Linked DNA regions of Mus musculus: all the other regions are linked to region 6. A link is a contact called in public Hi-C and promoter capture Hi-C data. All regions are on one chromosome and are shown on one strand. Each heading gives the region's core, a stretch centred on a gene start, on an enhancer-like site or on the middle of the called end of the contact. The rest is flanking DNA. Distances are from core to core; before and after follow the strand shown.

Region 1 (2,880 bases), core at 118-2,617, 4.2 Mb before region 6:
GGTTAAGAGTCTCTTAAATGTCCTTAAATTCAGATGCTGTACTTAACAGCTGTCTTTTGGTTATGCAATGTATTATGCAATTATTACAAATGCACACATTTGGCAGGGTGGCAAGGTGCAGTCTTTAGCAGATAATGAGTGGGACATTTTAAATAGCATGCCTTCATTGCTCTCTAGTACCTTGCAAAAATACTGAAGAAACAATAACTAATACATTCTTACCATTTTGATTGCAACTTCCAAACCAGTGTGTATGGACTCAGCTCTGTAGACACCAGCAAATGATCCTTTACCGAGTAGATTTCCAACCTTAAAGTCCTTTTAAAAAAAAAATTAAGGATTACACGTGAGGAATCGCAGATCTAGAAAGTAAGAAAGTTGGGTAGGGGATGGGATGTGAAATGGGCCAAAGAGAAAAGGAGACATGGTTCAAGCAGCTGCCACACCTCGATGATGCAGGTGTCTGGGGTGGAAGGCATCTTGACGCTCTGAGAGATTTTCTGAGCTCCCTCCCTGATGGAGGCTAAGGACTCTAATGAGCTGGTTAGCTCGGGTCCCTCCTCTGGCCCACCAGGTTCCCGCCGCAGCTCCCGCCACGGTAACCGCCATCCCCGGGGAGGGGGCAAGCGGAGCGCGGCTTTGGAGGCGGGAGTGCGGACCCGACGCCAAGGGACCAGGACCGGGCGGGGCCCGCAGCTGGAGACACACCTGCGGGGTACAAGGCGCTCCCCTCCGGGCGGGGCTCCAGGGGGCGGGTCGCTTCGCCTGTCCCTCGGCGATCAGCCCCGCCACCGCCACCGCGCCTGCCCGCCTCATCCCCGCTTTACTAGTGTCACTGAGCACCAGTGAGCGCCTGAGCCAGACTGGGCCTCAGCCTCAGCCCGCTAACCCGTCTGGTCTCCCGTGTGTTTGTGCCGAGCCACAATGGACCTCCCCTCAGCACTGCGCTCGGTTCACCTCAGCTCACTGGGTCCCGGAATACCAGAGTCCGCCTCCATCGGACCTTCCCTCAGCTCCGCGCCCGCCGGCCTCACCTCGATCCTCTCCCCGATGCACGCCGCCATGTTCCCGAGCCGCCGGCGCCCGGGGCTCGGCCTTCTCGCAGTCCCTCCGAGGCAGCGCTCCGAGAAGCCAGCAGGTCTTGGCGCCCATCAGGACGCCTTCTCTACGCCGCCGCTGGCGACGCCGCCAACGCCACCGAAAGGTACCCCCGGTACCTCCCGAGGCCTGGGCGGCGCCCCGGAGCTCCCATTTTGAAAAATTCCCGCCGGTCTCCGAACGAGCCAGCCTGGCGGTGACGTCAGCACACTCTCCACTTCTTAGAGGCGGAGACCGACACGCATGCGCAGCAGGGGCTTTCCCTCGCTCTAGGCCGGAAGTGGGTTTTAAGTTTGACGGAAAGCGGTCAGTGTACGACTGACCGTAGCGCGGACGCTAATAATAGGTTACGTTTTGACCTGAAGGATAATAGGGCTTTGGCTTCCCGCAGAAAGTCTTTTAAATAAGTGTGTAGGTTTGGCCTAAAGAGAACTAGGGGGAAAAGTCCATTACTTTCCTTAGAACAGCCCCGAACCCGCCAGCCCACCATGTACACCGTTGTGCCATTTTCCTTTTTTACAGCTATTAATGTGTGGTGCTTTAAGATGAACTGTATAGGGAAAACACCGACTCTAAAGTAAAAAAAGCCTGGGGATGTACCTAAGTGGTAAAATGCTTTCCAAGCGTGGACATGTCCTTGGGTTCTAGTTTCTTCTTTCCCAGCAACCCGCTGCCCGGACAGATATTAAAGGTTGGACACAGCGACGCACTGGGGTTGAGTCAGTCCATTCTTGGACTCTAAGGAGTTCCAGGCTAACCTGGGCTACCAATCTTACAAATTTATTTTGAGCCATATGTGAGTGACCTAGGCTAAGTCATTTTCCTCTAAAAATGTTTTGAAGAAAGAGTAGTGGTATGGATCTTTACATTAGTTGCTAGTAAATAATCCGACAGGGGTTTGCTTTTTAGCCTAATTGTTTTGAGATTTTTTAATCAGATGCAAAAAGATCCAAAGTAGTGACTTGTTTTCTGAAGATCCTCAATAGTGTGTTCTCTCTGTGTCTGTGTTTTATCTCAACTCCTAATAGTGTTCCAATCCAGGTCTAGATTGCTATCCCCAAATGCCAGTGATTCCAGGACAAGAAGTGAGGCAAGGAAAGATTCATTTGGAAAGACAGCAAATCAGAGATGATGGCACCTGGGTGGTCAGGGGGTCTATCAACAAAGATGAGTCGTCTTAGTGGGGGCCTGTGTCTCCAAGGGCAATTTATAGTTAGGAATAAGAGGAATAGGCTAGCGGGCACTTTTAAAAGGTTCTATGCTGAGTGAGGTCCTCATTTAGGACCTTTTTGTCTTTGGCTGCAGTATCCTTGAGACAATTAAGGCCAACCTCCACACATATTTAAATGAACACGTTATCCTGCAAGCAAGGCATCACTTCACAAGTTTCATGCTTTTCAGACACTGTGCACATCTCAGGGGTAGGAGATACCGACATAGTGAGTGAGACCTAGCTGCTGTGGGAGAGAGCCATATTTGCCTATCAGTACTCAATGCTGTCAGCTAGCCTCCTGTTATCCACGTCCAGGGGCTCTGATGCCACCTTCTGGCTCCTATCGACATAGCACTCATGTACACAAACCTATACTCACATAAACTCACGTTATAAAAATAAAATCTACAAACAAAAAAGCTGATCTCATGTACAGAACTTTCTCAAAGCTGTTTGAAAACAAAGCACCGTGCCTGCCGGATGGAGCTTGTGTGAAGATACTTTATAATGAACACGTAATTTACGTACACACAGGAATGATTGCACATCAAAAACAAAAACCTGCAATT
Region 2 (3,189 bases), core at 648-3,147, 3.8 Mb after region 6:
GAGAGGGGCCTAGCCATCTTGTTGGGCTGCCCAAGGAACTGGTGGAAGAGAGGAAAACCTTCAGGGAGCAATGGCAGACTCATAAGCCAGTGAAAGCTGCGACAGTCAAACAGTCGCTCTTGGAACAGCCTCGAGTAGGCCCTCCCTGTTCTCTCTGGACAGGACATCGGCTCCCCGTGGTTCTCTCGGAACTGCAGGAGTGAGAAATAGTCCAGGAAGAGAGGGACCACGGAGTCTCAGCTCAGCTCAGCTAGACTACAGTCAGCACTTCTGGGGAAGGGTTCAAGGGATCTCTACTTGTGTATCTGAGGATATTTACAATAAAAAAGTGATGTCAAAAGGATATGACCAAGAAGTGTCAGCACATGGAGTCTGCCTTCAGTGTAAATTCCTGCTGGGTATTTTAAATGCACTGATCCTTTCCAGCATGTTCCAGAAGGTCCCTATGCATACTGCCTCAATATAATAGGCTTTAGGGCAATTTGTGTGTGTGTCTTTCTCTATATTAGACAAGGCAAATTGTATATCTCTAACCAAGGCCCTCTCTATGACTGTCCTGAGACCTGAGCTCTTTACCCCTCTTAGGCTCCTTTCTAAGAGAACAGTGGTTCTCAACCTTCCTAATGCTGCAACCCTTTAATGCAGTTCTTTGTGTTGTGACCTCCAACTATAAAATTATTTTCACTGCTACTCCATAACTGTAATCTTGCTACTGTTATGGGTCACAATGTGAACATCTGTGTTTTCCTACGGTCTTAGGTGACCCCTATGAAGGGGTCGCGACCCGCAGGTCATATGAAAAGCATGACTGCATTAACATACAGCAGATACAATCTGGGCTGAACCCAACTTTACACATTCACTCGCACTAGTCTTTTAAAAAAAAAAACAAACATAAAATATTTTCGTGGCCTTCTATGATGTTGTGAGGTCCACGGACACAGTTATTACCGTGCCTAACGGGCCTGTCACCTGGAGCCTTTTTACACTCGTGCCTAGGAACACCATGACAGCCTTCACTTCAGTGCGCTTCTCAGCAACTTCCTATCTGCGGGTTGGAACCAGCTGCAGGTGCCACGCACCCTGATTCTGCCCTGAGCCCAGCGACGCAGTGCAAGCCTGCAATCCCAGCCCTCGGGAGCCGGGACAAGTGCAGCCTCGGATCCCCGAGACCCTGTCTCAACAACGAAGTGTGTGCAGTTGCCCTTGGAGACGCGGGCAGCAGCTCCATGCCTGCCTAGCCTGGCAGCGAGGGAGCAGCGCCCAGCATGGCGTGGCAAGGCGCTTCGCAAACGCTGAGCTTAAACAAGGCCATCCGATCTGCAGCAGCTCTTCACACGAGAGCCCCAGGCCGACTTTGTCCCCGCTCTCTCCCTCGGAGGTCCCCAAGGTCACCTGGAAACAGCCCTCCCACCTCTCACCCGCGTCTCCGAGGCCGCCACCCACCGACAGTCTTCGGAAAGCTCCGCGTGAGAAAACTTCCGACTCCGAGTCTAGGACCAGCGCGGCGGCAAGACAGCGCTGTCAGCGCGGAGACCGAAGCCCGCTGCAGCAGGCTCATGGCCGCCATGGCTACACCGGCCACGGAAGGAAGTGGGGAGGGCTAAGGGAGCCGGGAGGGACAATCCACCAGTGAGGGCGAACGCTAGAGGAGGCCATATTGAGTGAGGGCAGCGGCCCGTTCCTGCGAGCTTCACAGGCAGGCGCTGGCGGACAAAAGTGACGACATTGTAGGTGGGGCGCCCAAAGAGAGCCCTGTAAACTCTATGGCAGACTTGGGAGATTGAAGCGAGAGCCGTGGGAGCGGCCATGTTTAGTAAGGGCAAAGCCTGTTCCTGTTTGCTTCACTTGCCTCACGCCGCCAGCGGAAGTGACCTCGTGGACACCGACACTGTGGGTCTCCATTAGAAACATGGCTGCGACCAGTCTAGTGGGTATTTGTAGAAGAGCCTCAGCGTTCCTGAAGGCAGCTTGTTCCCTAGTAAATCCCAAGGACGCTGCTCACTCGGGGTAAGTGGTGAGAGAAGAAATGACTGCCTCCGCCTTTGGGCGCTTCTTGCAGGATGCAACAGAGCTCTAGACAGGCCACCGCGGAGGCAGAGAGCGTGACCTTGCAGTCGCCTATCCTGGCGCACTAGTCCTCCTGCGTTCTGTCGCCGCGGGCGGTGGGAGCATCCGCTGCTCGGTGCTTCCTCGGACTCGCAGTGTCCTGGGGCTGGGTCGGTTGGGAGGGAGGTTTCCGAGGAGTCCTGAGCTGTGAACGGAAGGCTTCCCTCGGCGTCTTTGTACACAGATTGTCCGGCAGATGTTAAGTGATGAGCGTAGCTACGGCAACAGAAGCTGCGTCTGCGAGTGTGAGAATGACAGCTTACTCTTCACTGACACTTGCCAACAGGGAGCCGAGTTTTAGAAATAGTAGAGAGCAGATTAATTGAAGGAAGCAGTCTCTTCTATATTATTACACTAACTTTGCAAATTAGCTTTTTAAAACCTTGCAGAGTTGTAATTTGATCAGGGTGGCAAACTTGAATAAATGATTTCGTCTTCCATTATCTTGATCTGATGCCTTCCTTGACCTCTGACGGTATCAGGCACACACATGGTGCACATATATGCAGGGAAAACATTCAGATACATAAACCTTAAATTTGTTAATGAAATTATTTCAGTATGTGTGTGTGTGTGTGTGTGTGTGTGTGTTTTGTAAAAAATGAATACCTATCACTCAGAAAAGAGGCAAAATATTTTGAAGACAGTAAAACCAGTTATGCATTCATAGAACACATTGCCGTTTCTTTTTTAATGTTGCAGGTATACACTTGATTTTCCATCATTTCCCCAGGACAACAGAAACATTATTAGAGTAATAGTCAAAATATACCCTTAACCCATAGTAGCCAGTCATTGACAGTTGTCACATTTTTCAAGATCCCTGGATTTATGCTCTTTTTCTGCACTGTTGGACAGAGGTCAAAATTCAATCATAGACCCAAGGACATTGCCTTACTAAGTATGACCCTGTGGTCACACTGTGGAATACAGTGTTATTATTTAGCATATAATCCAAAATAAAAATAGGACTTGCTCTACTAATCCCTTCCCTTTTTTCTTTCCGCTTCATTGTCTCCATTCAGTTCCATTCTTTGCTTCAGGATCCAGTGAAGGATCATTTAGTGCAATAGTTGCCAT
Region 3 (2,838 bases), core at 108-2,607, 3.9 Mb after region 6:
AGGATAGGATGACTAAATGCCTTGAATGTTTTAATGTATAAAGCACTTACAGTGCTGACAAACAATAAGCCGATAAATATTAGCTAACGGTAATTATTACTGTCACACTTCTTGCCAGGGAAAAGACTACCGTTCCTAGAGAAACTACTATAGTTTATTCTCAGAAAACCCTACACAGCAGTTAAAATGAGTGGGCACAGATCTACTGACTCAATGCAGATATAGATTTGTTAGTGTGAGGATACTATTTAACTCTTGATGGGTGCGTGTTACCTGTACACGGCAGAGAAAGGAATACCCCTGCCTCATCCCAGAAGCAATTTGCTCCCAATTTACAACGAGTCTTTAAACTTTGAGCTGGTTGTTTAACTCTTGCCAATATTTTTTTCTTCGTTAACGTGAGGGATGGCAGCACCATCTCCTGTCAACATCCCCCCTAGAGGAGAGTCTCTAACTAGGTAACTACTCTTAAACAAAACAGTACTTAGAAGCCTTGTTTTCGTTATCGCCGATCTAGAAAAGGCTCCCGCCCAGCCGGACAGGAGAACTGCAGCCTGTACCTCAGGGATCCGCTCATCTGGGGACCGAGCACGCCTGGAACGATGTCCAGGCTGTAGTGGCTGCTGAAGGACCCAGAGCAGCAGCCGCAACACCGGGCGCCACTCGCACCCAGTGCCAACCCCGGGGGCCCGGAACCTCCGCGAGCTGCCCGGGACCAACGCGCGGCGGAACCGGTACAGTGAGGGACCCGGCGTGCCAGGGACTGCCATCAGAGCCCAGCCGGTAAGACGCGCCAAGGCCCTTCCTTGAGGCCATCTCGGAGCAGCGACGGGACAAGCCGGAAACCTATTGCGCGCCGGCCCGGGTCCGAAGAGAAGGAGAGGCCGTGGCCCATACGGGGACCGGAAGCACCGTCCAAAGACCGGAAGGGCCCGCCGAGGACCGGAGGGAAACGGAAGCGACTAGGGACCAGGCCGGTCGTTCCGGTCCGCACGCCCCGAGGCGCCGCTGCGCTCACTCACCTCCGCCGTACACGCCGCCGCTCATGGCTACTGTCTGGCGGGGACTGGCCGAAGACTACCGGACGAAAGATAACAGCGGCGTGACTCCTCTCCCTGAGAACGCCGGCCCCGCAAGCCTGCAACTTCCAACGCCGCCCCCTCCGGCAACAAAGCAGCGGCCGCACGCCCGCTGCACAGCCACTCTTGCTGGTTTCTCGTATCAACCAATGACAAAGGGTCCGGCTTAGTCATTAGCCAATCAGAGTGTGGCGCTGCTGCATCCCCGCGCGGTTTAGCCGTCTTAGCCAATGGAAGGCATCCGTAGGGGCAGGGAGAGGGAGAAGCGACAGAAGAAGGGAAGGTGTTGGGGTACGGGCAGGAGGGGGCGGAGCTTCGCGGGCGGGTGAGGTGGGTGGAGCTTCGCGAGCGGCCGGTAGGGTGGACCGAGCTTCCAGGAGCAAGGCGGGGGGAGTGGGTGGAGCTGTGCTTCGCGCGCGAATAGAGTAGGAGGAGTCTTAGGTGGGCGGGCGAGTGGGAGGGGCTTGGTGCAGGAGTGGGCCGGGTTTCGAGAGTGAGTTAATTAGGTACTGGGAATTAAGAGGCTTGCCTCAGGCCATCAACCGCTCTGGTTCTAAAGGATGGCTGCTCCCCAGGAGCCAAAGGAACTTGAGTGCAAGGAATCTGGAACTTGAGTTAGTTACCTGGGAGAGATCCCTGGCCTTTGATTGTGATGAATTCGGAATTTTTTTTTTTTTAAGCAGAAATACTTCAACTAACATTTATACTTGAAAAAGAAATGTGCACTTCACTTTGAATTAATCAGCAAATCAGATATAATAATAGGATCCATCATTTTAAACAATGGCTATTTATATTAAAAGACAGTACATTTTTCCAGCTAGATTTAGATAGCATTTAAAAATCATGACTTCAGTTTCTTTCATTTCTGTGAAAATCATTCACCAAGCAAGTGGAGCACTATTCAAGGAAGCACCCATTTGTAAATACCTCCCCAATCCGTGTCTACTGTTCTTAGTCTACATCTCTATCAGTGTCGCCCAGAACACTGTCTTTTCTTACCCCAAATTACTGCAACAATTTGTCCCTCTGCTTCTCTAGGCCTTAGATAGCCTGATCTATATAACCAAAGGCCCAAACCAGTCCTGCCATTCCAAAGCTCAAGTGTAATGTAGCTCTGTACCTGGTAGCAGTGCTTAAATTGAAGTGTCTAGGGTCTAGCTACATAGTGGCTACTTGTAACCTTAGGTGGGTTGAATAAACTCTCATCCATTTCCCTGCCATTAAGGTGGCAGGAATTGACCTGTCTGTCATAGGTTCAGGAATAACGCTAGTAAGAAAATGCTCTCCCGTTCACTTGACACTGTGTGCTGTGAGCTGACAGTGATGGTTTGGATTTGGGTTTTTTGAGAGAAAGTCTCACTGTGTAGGCCAGGCTAGTCTCCAAGTTGTAATCCTCCTGCCTCTGCCTCCTTGTACTGGAATTATAGGCACATGCCACCGTGTGTGTATTACTACATTTTAAATGATTCAAAAACAGTTTTAAGAATACTATGATACTCCCATGTCAGAAACCTTGTGCTGTGTTTTACTGGAGCATAGCCAAGCTTATTCACAGCTGTGCCTGAGGTGATGTGTCTGGTTAAGATGTAGAGCACATTACTGCCAAGTGACCTGTGGGAGGGGTTGCTTACTTCTCAATGTATGCAACACCTAACACAGCCTGCCTCAGTGCTGTGTACTGTGGTCCCCATGATCAGTGCTCACTGCCGATCAGCACCCCAAAACAATTCTATTTCCAGTCATGTTTTCATGTTTG
Region 4 (2,976 bases), core at 434-2,933, 4.1 Mb after region 6:
TTCTCTTTTCTGGCCTCTGCGGGCACTATTCATGCCTGTAAACATGTAGGCAAAACAGTCATACACATTAAATGAACAAATTAATTCATTACAAATGATGAGATATGCTCTTTCTCTCTCTCTCTCTCTCCCTGGTGGATATGGCTCAAGATGCGAGTGCTCAATTGTTCCTTCACTGTGTTATCATGGACTCTAACTCTCTGAAGCTGCAAGCCCAGTTAAACACTTCCTTGTAGAAGTTGCCTTGGTCATGGTGCTTTATCACGGCAGCAGAAAAGAAATGCATACAGTTAGAATTCTTCAGTTGTAAGAATAGAATTCATAGGAGGTTATACAGCTGGCCCTGCTCAAGCTGCTTTCACTGGGTCAGCTGGTCTCCTGTAGCCTGTCTGGACGCAGCAGGCAAAACTAGGAAAGGGCAAACCGAAAGGTTCACACGTAGCCCCTCACTTCTGTCCTATTCTCCAACTGCCACACTCCCTATAGAAAGTCCGTAGGTTCCTCCCGTCCTTGCGAGCACCTCTTCCCCACAGGAGAGGGTTCACCCTTCGATGTTTTGAAAGAAGTAGTATCCATTTTCTGTTGAGGTCAGTCTGGACATTTGCTGCCTCCTGTGTCTTTAATCTGCTTCAGAAATCTAACAAATATACTGTGATAAATCAACATGACCCAAAACAACCTGGGGAGAAAGGGCTTATTTGTACTGTATACACTTGGACACCACAGTTCATCACCGAGGGAAGCCAGGGCAGGAACTCAAACAGGACAGGGACCTGGACACAGGAAGGGGCCTTGGCGGAGTGTGGCTTACTTGTTCGCCTCCATGGCTTAGCCGACCTGCTTTTTTTTTTAGCACCTAGTGCTACCTCCCTGAGCTCTGACCCTCTTGCCTTTGCCTTCTGAGTGGAAACTATTGTGCCAGCTGTAAATCTAATTTTAAAAATTAAACGAATTAATATTATGATTGCCAGGTGTGTGTGTGCATGACCTGTTTGTGCGCTTGTGTGGAATTCGAAGGACAGTTTGGTAGACTTGGCTCTTTCACCTTCCACCTTCACTGGTGTCTGGGCATGGAGCTCAGGTCACCAGGCTTGGCCAGATGACCTTTTACCCACTGAGTCACCTCACAGGTTTGTAAAGCTATTCTTTTATTCAGAACAATTTTATTCAGAAAAGGCTACTATATTAAGCCTGTACCCAAACATAATATTTTGAAAAAAGAAGGGAATGTGTCTGGGACAGAACATTTCCTCTTCTTACACGTTGTGTATTGGGTATGTCTGTCCCCAATTACAGAGTCCCTGGGGCCTCAGAACTTTCCACAGTCCTATTGGTCTCTATGACAATGCACCTGGTGAATTCAGAGGAAACACAGGTGTCAGGTGGAACAGGCGCCAGGCAATGCTGGGGGAGTGTTGTTGGCTACAGAACCACCTAGGTACTCCATGAGCAACTATACCTGAACGTTGCTTTGCAGCCAGGCTGCCTGAGTTCCCACCTCTCTAGGAAACTTCTAGAGGACCCCGCCAGCTCTGGATGCAGCAGGGGTCCTGGTGTCTGTGGCTAGGCAGGGAATTGGCAACTCCCTCTGGGACTCCACTTCCGATGATGCTTAAGCCTCCTGCGCTCTAAAAGGGCACAACTCAGGCGGGGAGCATCCGATCCAGACATCTCCTGGCCTCATGCAGCCCTTCAGCATCCCTGTCCAAATCACGCTACAGGGTGGCCGGAGGCGCCAAGGGAGGTAAGTTCCCCACCTGAATCTCCCATCAGTGTGCCTCCTGCTAATCAAGGCCAGTGTGGCTACAATGCGGCATGCTGAAAGCTGAGTTTGGTAGGTGCTTTGAGGAGGCCAGCTTGCAATGCCTCCCAGGTACCCCTACCACCCACCTCTACCCCACCCCCACCTTTGGTTGCTGTTTTGAGACAGGCTGTCATGTAGCCCAGGCTGGCCTCAAGTTCTCTATATTGTTAAGAATGATCCTCCTGCCTCCTGATCTCCAGTGCTGGGATTCCAGGTGTGGACCACTCTCTACCTGGGTACACAGGTGACACAGGTGGTGTGGGCTATGGATCCCAGCACTGAAAGCAGTGCTCAGCAATATATCTCTTGTACGAAAGAACAAAGAAATGACACCAGCCTTTGGTCTTGTTGGTGAAGCCTTAATGGTCCAGACCAAGATTCAGGTTCCAGCTCCCCACCGAGGCAGCTGCATGACTCTGGGTCTTTGCCCCTCATCTTATCTTGAAATAGAGATACTTGTCTTTGTGTGCTCTAGCACGGTGGTGCCTTCCTGGAACTCTCTAAACTAGACAGGCCTGCATATATTATGTACATTCTAGCTTTATTATTATTATTATTATTATTATTATTATTATTATTATTAAGACAGCATCTCACATAGCCTGGGCTGACTGCAAACATGCTCTGTACCTGATGCTGACTTTGAACTGCTCTTTCTGCCTCCACCTCTCAAGTGTAGAGATTACTGGTATTAACCACCCAACTATACTGAGTAAGTGGGAAGTGAAAAAGATTATTTTAGGACCCTTCTCCCCAAGGGTATGCAAAGCAGAAGAATTTTGAAGTTCAGAGGAGTGGGGCCTTGAACTCCTGTGTGAGAGTTGGGGCAGCAGGACAGTCAGAAATGGGCAGAGGAGAGCCATACCAGGCTTTTGAAATATGATATTAGAAATGTTCTGGTACATTCTTGGGAAGAGGACACCTTGAAGCCAAGCTCTCCCACTATAGAAAACTTGGGTGGCTCTTAGCAATATAAGCAGAACTGGGAGCTGGGTACTCATTAACCTCCAGCTTTAACTACTCTACTGGGTATTTGGTTTAGGGCATGAAGGAGAGGCATTGGATGGGTTGGGCGTGGGTTCCAGGCTGGTAGAAGGGTCAGACCACAAAGTAGAGAGGCTCGCCCAGCTATGAGCTAATGCCTTTATGAGCAGGCAATTACAGCAAGTCGC
Region 5 (2,927 bases), core at 130-2,629, 4.4 Mb before region 6:
TATAATGCCTAGTACTCTGTGTAAATCTAGATATGGAGGGGTAACAGAGTGATCAACAGGTTTCTCTACGAAATTTTAAGAAGACTTGATATACCATGTTCTCTTCACTTATTTAGCAATGGTAGTAAACTGCTCTTTTCAGCAGGCCAGAATTGTACTAATACAAGATGGAGAGCAAAACTCAGTGCTTTTGTTTTGTTTTTCCTTAAGGTGTCAAAATTTAGTAAGAATTAATAAGGAGAGCAGAATGTCTATAATCCCAGTATCTTGAAGAAGACAGTGACGTGAGGATCAAGAATTCCACAACCCCCTGGGCTACACAAGTAGATAGTGTTTCAAAAAGCAAGCAAAATAACAAAAGCAAATAAGTTAGTGAGCATTTCTGCGTGCAAAACCTAAGAAACTAAATTGGTTCTGCGTGCAAAACCTAAGAAACTAAATTGGTTCAACATTTATCTCCCCCTACAGGAGAGATAAAACAATCACAATTGTACAGGATCCCTTCACCGCATTTGACCCTCACAACCCCATAAACATGCTCAAACTTCGGCTGTTCCACCAACTCTCCCCAGACCAGCGAAAACTTGCCAACAAAACAGCCGCAATTCCCACAGAAAAGTTCAGTTATTTTAGTGCAGTTTTATTAAAAAAAGAAAAAAAAAGAAAAAGGAGAGTTTTACTCAGCATTTCCATTCTAACTTTTTTCTTTTTGACTTCTCTTCGAACGCCTAATCCTCTACATCAATCGGCATACGCCACCAAATACAAGCCAGTCTTCATTTTACTTTCTAACTGCAGTTGCTGCAACCCAAATAAAGCCCCAAGGGCCATATTGCATGGGTCAGCATTCGAACGCAAAGGCACAACCCAATTGCTAACGCGCAGGCTACCGTGGGACCAGCTGTGCGATCCGGACTCTGAATCAACTGTCCTGTGTCAGGCATTCTGAAACACAACCACACAACCGCAAAAACACCTAATACCAGCTGCCTTCACAGCCACATCTACCTAGCAGCTTTTCGAGACTTTCGTTTCACCACCTCACTTCAGGAGCCAGCCCAATCGGACTTCCACTTACAAATCCGCTCGTCCCGACTCGCCTCTACTCTGTGTCAAGTTCCCGGAAACTTTTCCACGGTATTCACCGCGTCTAGGACGCCGACACGTGAAGGCACGAGCCCAGCACAGCCCCGCTGCCCAGTCACCCACGTCGTGCCCCTACCCGTCAAGGAGAACCTGAGGTCCCACCTCTTCCTGTCGCTCCCTCTCCTAGATGTCCATTTATGTAAATCGGCACGGTGAATGACACCTAGGAACCAAACACCTCCCGCGGACCGCACTCACCGGCCTCCGGGGAGTCCTGAGCGGGCGACGGCACGCCGGTGCCCACGGTGGACAGGTGCTGCGGCAGCTTCTTGGTCCACGGGTTCCCCTTTGGCGGCGGCGGCGGCGGCTTGTCCTCCGGGCCGGCTGCCGCTGGGTCCTCGCGGGCGTCCTCCGGTGGGTCCCGCGGTGCTGGCGGCGGCAGCGGCGGCGGTGGTGGTGGCGGCGGCGGAGGCGGCGGCGGCAGCGGCGGAGCCTCCCCGCCGAAGGGACCCCCGGGCGCACGCGCCTTGTGCGCCAGGTGCAGCGCCAGCGGCCTCACGGGCACGGCCGCTTGCGGCACGCTGTGTCCCAGCACGAGCGCCGGCGACGGCTCTCCCCGCGCACCCGCGCTGGTGGCGGCCGCGGCCCGCTCCTCCCTCGCCTCCTTGCCCTCCCGCTCGCCGGGCGCCGGCTGCTCCGCCCGCCGGCTCGTCGCTGCCAACAGCGCGTCCCGGTCTCCGGCCACGGCGGGCGGGTCCTCCCGGGTGGCAGCGGCGGGCACCGGGGCGCGAGCGGACATGGCCGGCCCCTGGCCCCAGCCTCCTGCCCAGCCGGGGGCCGTCCGGGTCCAGGGAGCCCGGCCGCCCCTCTCTCCACACGGGGGCACCGACCCGCTTCGGTCCTGGGACGCGGAACCCGCCCGCCGAGGCGTGCAGCGCCCGGCGTGCCCGTCCTCCCCGCCCGCCGAGCGGAGCGCTAACCGCCCGCCGCCTGGCCTCGTCGCAGCGCACGGCCGGAGCTCGCCACTCGCGCCGGGCGCGCCCGAGCCGCGAGCCCTCAGCGGGCGCGGGCGACAACGCGGCGCTCCAGCCAGTCTGAAGGATCTCTGGCGAGCTGCGGAGGCGCGCGCGGCCTGAGCCGGTAACTGTCCCTGAGGGCGGGGCATGCAGAGGGCGAGGCAGCCAGGGGCGGGGCGTGCAGAGGGCGAGGAAGGCTACTGGGCGGGGCGTACAGAGGGCGAGGAGGGCCAATGGGCGGGGTGGCCAGGTAGGCGGGGCGTTTATAGGCTGAGGCGGGCCGATGGGCTGGGCGTGCGGAGGCGGAGGCGTCCAAGAGGCGGGGCGCGCAAGGGGAAAGGCGTGCCAGTGGGCGGGGCGTGATGTAGGCAAGAGCCAAGATAATCAGCGTTCAGTAGGCCAGGTGCCCAAGGACCAGGGCGAGGGCCAGTCAGGGTGAGGGGCGGGGCGGGTAGAGGGCGAGGCAGGTTAGGGGGCGGGCACCCTGGAAAGTGACGTGGCCACTTGCGGGCATTCCCTAAACGCTGCGGGCGACCGCGGCCTGTGGAGTCTTCCCGAATGCGGCGGGCATGGTTTGATGAGAGCCCCGCCCTAGCGGATCGCGAGGATGAACCTGCTACGCTTGGGGAGCATCTTACGTCTGTGACCCAGGGACTAGGAGGACAATCTTCAGGAACCAGGAGGACCAGAAAGTCCATTTGCGCTAAGGTGAAACGCTTCAGGCTTTTCACGAGGGCGGGTCCTCAGGACCCAGGAAAAGTTTCCCAGTAACGATGTGGGCTCCAATAGGCACTCCTGATCCGGAGCCAAGTTCAAGTGAAGACC
Region 6 (3,048 bases), core at 288-2,787:
CATACCTAGTTAGTGGCAAAGCCTTCATTAAGCCCTTCTCTCCCTGACATGCAGGCCTGGGGCCATCATGACTGGTGTCCTCAGCCCACACTGATCCACTAACCTGCCTACAGAATTTATTATGCACCCAAGACTTTCTCACAGATGAACAGTACTGATATCTGAGTGTTCACTATTCGGCAAGCACAGGGTCTCTTAAAATATCCTTACATGATGGTGTTGCAGATCTACCGTCTCTCATCTGTGATTCCAAAATCTAGGAAGCAGCTTTGAAAACCAAAGTTTACCTTTGTAAATCATTTACCAGCAAATTGTCTTAATCTGATTGACTTCATGATAAAACCTGATTTAAACTGACACGAAGCTTTTTCTATTTTTTTTTTAAATCCCACTGAGTGCAAGTATTCACCTGTTTATTGTAAAAGCATTGCCATTTTGTTAGCAGATATCAGCACTCAGTCTCATTGGACCAATATAAAAAGTATCAATGGTATATTCTTTTTCTCTTCCTAAAATATACTTTTTTTCAAGGGTCTTGTATAAATAATAGACAACTTGAGTTGTCTCTGTGTTACATCTTGAAAACTCAAAGGTGCAGTAATTTCCCAGACCTCTGCACCCAGTAAGCCCATGGGTGAAGTGCTTCAGTTCAGACGTTCTTCCTGATGCAGCAGCAGTCAGTCGCTGGGATGCAGGGTGCACCGACACAGATTCAGAATCGCGACCAGTGGCTTGTCTAGGTCAGCAGTTGCAACCCATTGTTAGAAGGTTATCAAATATTTATGTCTTGAAAGTTGCTTCAAACCTTCTCCACATACACATCTGTTTTTAAAAACACCAACCTCTTCCAGGCTTGTATGTGTTGAATAATGGAGTCTCAGGTGGTGAGAGAATGCCACATGCATTGTTAAAAGAACTAATCAATAACAAGAAATAATATTTTTCTTCGTAGGTATGATTACTGATCTTTTTATAGATAAATTTAAGTTCAAAGGCACTAATGTAAAAACCAAAGTACCCATGCTCCTGGAGATTCTCGACAGCTACGACCAGAACACACTGATTTCTTTCTTCGATGCAGCATGAAAGATAAACAAGGTAGGCCAACAGGACAGCCGAAGAAGCAAGCAGAGCCTGATCAGACCCGAGGCACCTCAGATGGACGTCCCACATGTAATCAGAAGAGTGACGGCCTCTAAGCATCCCCCTACGAGTACCCATGAAAGTCCTTTTTATTGTGTACTTGAGGGGAAAAGAAGATCTTTTAGTCATTCATTTCAGGGGAATATTGCATTGAAAGTTTTAGAATACTATTAAATAAGAGCAAATAAGCTGTCTTTTGTTTTCAAAGGGTAGTTATGAAAACAATGATTACATTTTATTATATTTTATGTATGATTCTTAACTATTAAATGTGAACATTTAAGGTAATATACTTGTGTCTTTATATATTTATTTAGGTTTTGTATATATTTCTCTGTGTGTGTGTGTTTGGGTTGGTTTTTTTTTTTTTTTTTGTGGTTTTTGTTTTGTTTTGTTTTTCGAGACAGGGTTTCTCAAGACAGGATTTCTTTGTGTAGCTGACCTGGAACTAACTCTGCAGTCCAGGCTGGCCTTGCACTCAAGAGATCCACCTGCCTCTGCCTCCTGAGATGCCCGGAAAAGGCTTGGCCATCGCCTCCTGGCTGCCCGGTTTTCTTATGAACACTTTTTTTCTACTTTTGAGACATCATCTCACTACATAGCTGACTTGGACTAACTTGAATTCAGAGATCTGAAACTCTGGGATTAAAGGTATGTACCACAATGCACTTCATTTCTAAATGTAATATCTATTTGGGTCAGTGGAACTTCATGGTCTGATGTCACAACCAAGGATTAGCAAAATTAATGGACAGCTGAATTTCTTGTAGTACACCACTTGTTATCAACAATAGCTCATGTTGGCATTTTAAATTAACCCATCTTTAATTGGGGGTGGGGGTGGGGTAGTTTACTGGAATGCGGGGCATAGAGACACGCCTTTAATCCCAGATCAGTGAGCTCTGATAACGGATATCAGTGAGTCACAGGACAATTGGGACAGCATTATGAGACCCTGCCTCAAAATCAAACAACAAACAAATGATATACAGGAGAGGTGAAACAATAGTAAACAGTAAAAGTTCCAGCGTTTCCCTATGTTGTATGGCAGCATCACAGAGAAAGAGAAAGGAGTAGTGTACCCAGGACGGGGCAGTTTGTCATTCAGATCCATACGCTCCTGCCTAGGCGCCACCCAGCGACCAGGAGAAGGCGCTTCACCCCTTAGCTGAGGCGAAGGCCGACACCTCGAGGCCCCGAGGGCTTGTCTGGACCGCCCAGCGGCTCCGGCAGGATCCTATGAGGCTACAGATCCACTGAGCAGCAGAGATCGGCCGAAAGCGGCCGCCCGCCCCGCCCTCCTCTGCGCAGGCGCGTCCTCAGGCTCCCGCCCTGTAAGATTCCCGTCGGGCCTTCGCTCGCGGCGACCGGCGCTTCTGGTGACGTCACGGACTCCGGACGCCCTCATTGGTTTATTTCAATAGTCGCGGGCTACTTGAACTACAAGACCAGCAGCCGGCGGGCGGCGCGCAGCTCGCGGCTCCTGGGCTCTACGCTCCTCCCGCCTGCAGCCTCTGCTCCGCGGGTCGGCCGCCAGGGTCCCGCGCTGCTCCGGAGCGGCGGGCGCTGTGCACGCTCTGCCGCCGACAGAACCGGACCGGAGCCGCGATGCCGGGCACCTCGAGGCATTCGGGTCGCGATGCGGGCTCAGCCCTGCTCTCGCTGCATCAGGAAGACCAAGAGAATGTCAACCCCGAAAAACTGGCGCCAGCCCAGCAGCCGCGGGCGCAGGCGGTGCTGAAGGCCGGGAACGTGCGTGGACCCGCGCCGCAGCAGAAGCTCAAGACTCGACGGGTAATAGGGCGCGGGGGTCTGGAGGAGGGCCGGGCGGGAGCGGTCCTGGGTTTAGCAGCCCAGAGGGCCGGAAAGCACGCTGAGCATTCCAGGGGGAGTCAGGCTGCAGTC
Region 7 (2,905 bases), core at 217-2,716, 4.5 Mb before region 6:
CAAAATATAGCTTACAGGCTGTTTCTATACCTACTCAGGGGCTGAACCGACTTTAACGTTAAGTGATTTAAAAGTCATAATGATGGGCAAGGGAATGTGCTTGCTGGTATGCAAGTTCATGGCCATCTTCATCTACATATCAAGTGCAAAGCCAATCTGGAACACACTGAACCGTCTCAAAAACAAAAAGACGGTATTTCATGACAAATTCAAATTTCGGTGTCTCTAAGTACATTTTTAATAGAAACACTATCATGCTCATTCTCTATTATTTATGTAACAGTTGGGACAGAGAGACCTTATGGCCCACAGCACCTAAATATATAATCCATTACAGAAAAAAATTTCAGCACCTTCCCCCCCCCCCCCCCCAAAAAAAAGCCACGATGAGTCTTATGTACAATGGCTGGTTTCCCATCCTTTCGAGTGTTAAAACCTCTCTAGGGAAGTTATGATCACCAGTACCGTTAGTGGGTAGGGCTCTCCTGTCCATTGACACTAAAGACAGTTACCTAAAAACTAATAGCAGCCAGAAAAGCCCATCCCTACTTTTCTATACTGTTCACGCCAAAGCCTGAGTCAGCTCCTTTCTGAGTCAGCTCCTTTATGCCGGGTAGCTCACCCCTAGGCTGCCACCATTCGTCTATACCTGTCCCCCACCCCCGGTTGTTCAAAGTTATAAGGAACTGGCCATTCCCTGGATGCATCTTCCTTCCTCACAAGCAGAGTGACAGAAGCCTGTCAAACTAGCTGAGGGCGCGAGATGGGTGGAATTCACACTGGAAAGCACTCTCGCAGGCCCCGAGCAAGGCTATGGAGCTAGAGCCACAGGCTGCTTTATCCGCGCACGCCCACCGCCGGGGAGCAAAGCGCAGAAGAGCTTGCGTCCGACTCCTGTTAGGAGCACTGCCCAAAAGCAGCGTGGGCCGGGACCCGAGTGTCCGGCGCTGCTAGGGCTAGTGCCCGAAGCCCAGCTTCACACGCGGCCCCGCAGCTCACGCTCTATTGCGGCCTCCGCCGTGCGTCGTCACAGACGCGAACCAGCCGTCTCAGAGAGAAGCCGCTTCTGGGCGCACGCGCGCGCAGCAGGGAGGGGTTGCTAAAAAGAGCCCAGCGCGTGGCGTCCCAGGGCCCGCGCACGCGCCCTGACGGCGCTCCGCCCATACGCGCGAGTACGCACGCGCACAGCCGGCTCGGCCCACCCCCCCCCCGCCCCACGCACACTCTATTTTTCTTCAGCCCCGCCCTTCCCTTACACTCCCCAGGCTGAAAGCGTTGGGGCTGTGAGAGCAGGGAAGTGTGGGGCGAGGTGGGCGGGGCGTTGCCCGCGCGCGCTGCCAGCCAGAGCCCGAGCTGCGAGAGCGAAGCCAGACAACGTTACCCAGCCAACAGCCAATAAGCAGCCGGCGCTGCCACGCCCCAGCCCCTCACGTGATTGGCTGAGCGCCGCCTGGTGGGCAGGGCCGCGGGCTTGGGGAGGGCAGGGGGCGGGAGGAGGAAGGCGCTGGCGGGCAGTGATGGCGGCGGGTGATGGGGACGTAAAGCTAAGCACCCTGGGGAGCGGCGGGGAGAGTGGCGGCGACGGGAGCCCGGGTGGCGCCGGAGCGACGGCGGCGAGGAGCAGTTGGGTGGCGGCGCTGCTGGCGACGGGCGGGGAGATGCTGCTGAACGTGGCGCTGGTGGCGCTGGTGCTGCTGGGGGCCTACCGGCTGTGGGTGCGCTGGGGGCGGCGTGGTCTGTGCTCGGGACCCGGGGCGGGCGAGGAGAGCCCGGCCGCCACGCTGCCGCGCATGAAGAAGCGGGACTTCAGCCTGGAGCAGCTGCGCCAGTACGACGGGGCGCGCACGCCGCGCATCCTGCTCGCGGTCAATGGGAAAGTCTTCGACGTGACCAAAGGCAGCAAGTTCTACGGCCCCGGTGAGGAGTGAGGGGTGTCGGGGTGGGGATCCGGGACACCCTATCCCCGCCGCGGCCCCGCTCCTGGACCGCAGCCCCGCGCACGCCCCCAGCTGCGGGCGTCGTGGGGGGCTCAGTGGCGCCCCACAGACCTGCGCTCGGCGTTCCTTGCCTTTCCCAATCCGTATCTCCTCGCAGCTTTTCCTGGGGCTGAAATTCTCAAAATTGTTAAGAGTTGTCTCTAGTCACGTTGGCGTTCAACCTTTCCTCGGAGCGTTTTGATTTCTGGGCTTTGTCGGGGCAAGAGGGCTAAAGTGGCGATCCAAAGTTTTTGGCCCAGTGTTAAGACAGCTTTCTTCTTATTCTGGGTTGTCTGTTTGACACTTGCCTACTTTTTCCCTTCTCCGGACTTGTCTGCCGAGAGTCAGGGCTAGGGACACGTAGTTTCAAGTCCCAAGCCCTGGAGCTCGGTTTCACAACCACCCCGGACTCGTTTTCATTCTTTTTCTAAAAAGTCGGTTTGGGCTCCAAGATGCTTTCCAAGATTAACAACTGTATGTAAAATGAGGACGGACCAGAACGTAAACCTTAATAAGTAAGACTGGCAAAGATATTGGCCCTGAGTGTAGGGGGTGGAGCTCATCTGCCCAGGAGGCAGGCGTGTCTCTTGTCTCCGACTCTCTCAGTCTCTCCCTCCTTCCCTCCTCTCCTTCTTTCTCTGCTAATAGTAAAATAAGTATTCAAATACCCGTTGAAAATAAATTATTGTATTTTCCCTTAGCAGAATGAGACGCCTTGGGGGGGTGAGGGGGGGCACGAACCTAGAAGCGTCGAACTTCTCGCCCCCTGCCCTGCATGTGCTGAAGGTTTTACAACTTTACTTTCAGAAAATTACGTGGAAGGTAGTTGCCGTTAGAGGCCCTTTTGCAGTGTAGTGGTAATCTATATTGCAGATTGTGCAAATAAACTTCAGACCCCGGGTATCTGTTGGTAGCCCATAAAATTGAAC

The links. Promoter capture Hi-C pulls out the DNA fragments that hold promoters and counts their contacts. A called contact is a pair of places that touch in the nucleus more often than the background predicts.
Region 1: a promoter capture Hi-C map of cranial neural crest shows a contact between it and region 6. The contact joins the promoter of Plk4 here to the promoter of Ccna2 in region 6. A contact is called at or near these places in 2 of 39 promoter capture datasets (cranial neural crest and pre-B cells) and 1 of 484 Hi-C or Micro-C datasets (embryonic stem cells).
Region 2: a Hi-C map of neutrophils shows a contact between it and region 6, with 11 times the contacts expected there. The contact joins the promoter of Mrpl47 here to the promoter of Ccna2 in region 6. A contact is called at or near these places in 2 of 39 promoter capture datasets (liver and pre-B cells) and 10 of 484 Hi-C or Micro-C datasets (CD4 T cells, CD8 T cells, liver and 5 more).
Region 3: a promoter capture Hi-C map of pre-B cells shows a contact between it and region 6. The contact joins the promoter of Actl6a here to the promoter of Ccna2 in region 6. A contact is called at or near these places in 1 of 39 promoter capture datasets (pre-B cells) and 2 of 484 Hi-C or Micro-C datasets (B cells and natural killer cells).
Region 4: a Hi-C map of B cells shows a contact between it and region 6, with 5 read pairs. The contact joins the promoter of Kcnmb3 here to the promoter of Ccna2 in region 6. A contact is called at or near these places in 1 of 39 promoter capture datasets (cranial neural crest) and 1 of 484 Hi-C or Micro-C datasets (B cells).
Region 5: a contact with region 6 is called in a Hi-C map of CD8 T cells, with 4 times the contacts expected there. The contact joins the promoter of Larp1b here to the promoter of Ccna2 in region 6. A contact is called at or near these places in 1 of 39 promoter capture datasets (pre-B cells), 1 of 484 Hi-C or Micro-C datasets (CD8 T cells) and 1 of 9 other capture datasets (liver).
Region 7: a Hi-C map of CD8 T cells shows a contact between it and region 6, with 6 times the contacts expected there. The contact joins the promoter of Pgrmc2 here to the promoter of Ccna2 in region 6. A contact is called at or near these places in 1 of 39 promoter capture datasets (pre-B cells) and 1 of 484 Hi-C or Micro-C datasets (CD8 T cells).

Annotation. Positions count from the first base shown.
Region 1 is chr3:40,798,438-40,801,317 of GRCm38.p6, reverse strand. Plk4 (polo like kinase 4) reads right to left here and starts at 1,367. Exons shown (of 16, transcript NM_011495.2): 1 at 1,035-1,367; 2 at 223-318. The coding sequence starts at 1,064.
Region 2 is chr3:32,735,463-32,738,651 of GRCm38.p6, reverse strand. It overlaps Mrpl47 (mitochondrial ribosomal protein L47), which reads left to right and starts at 1,897. Exons shown (of 7, transcript NM_029017.2): 1 at 1,897-2,010. The coding sequence starts at 1,913. Ndufb5 (NADH:ubiquinone oxidoreductase subunit B5) reads right to left here and starts at 1,589. Exons shown (of 6, transcript NM_025316.2): 1 at 1,447-1,589. The coding sequence starts at 1,570.
Region 3 is chr3:32,707,065-32,709,902 of GRCm38.p6, reverse strand. Actl6a (actin-like 6A) reads right to left here and starts at 1,357. Exons shown (of 14, transcript NM_019673.2): 1 at 1,023-1,357. The coding sequence starts at 1,047.
Region 4 is chr3:32,490,676-32,493,651 of GRCm38.p6, reverse strand. Kcnmb3 (potassium large conductance calcium-activated channel, subfamily M, beta member 3) reads left to right here and starts at 1,683. Exons shown (of 4, transcript NM_001195074.1): 1 at 1,683-1,744. The coding sequence starts at 1,683.
Region 5 is chr3:40,949,102-40,952,028 of GRCm38.p6, reverse strand. It overlaps Larp1b (La ribonucleoprotein domain family, member 1B), which reads right to left and starts at 1,379. Exons shown (of 10, transcript NM_001040399.2): 1 at 1,345-1,379.
Region 6 is chr3:36,571,527-36,574,574 of GRCm38.p6, reverse strand. It overlaps Ccna2 (cyclin A2), which reads left to right and starts at 1,537. Exons shown (of 9, transcript NM_009828.3): 1 at 1,537-1,794; 2 at 2,272-2,937. The coding sequence starts at 2,752. It overlaps Bbs7 (Bardet-Biedl syndrome 7 (human)), which reads left to right. Exons shown (of 19, transcript NM_027810.3): 19 at 953-1,432. The coding sequence ends at 1,086.
Region 7 is chr3:41,081,607-41,084,511 of GRCm38.p6, reverse strand. Pgrmc2 (progesterone receptor membrane component 2) reads left to right here and starts at 1,466. Exons shown (of 3, transcript NM_027558.1): 1 at 1,466-1,917. The coding sequence starts at 1,518.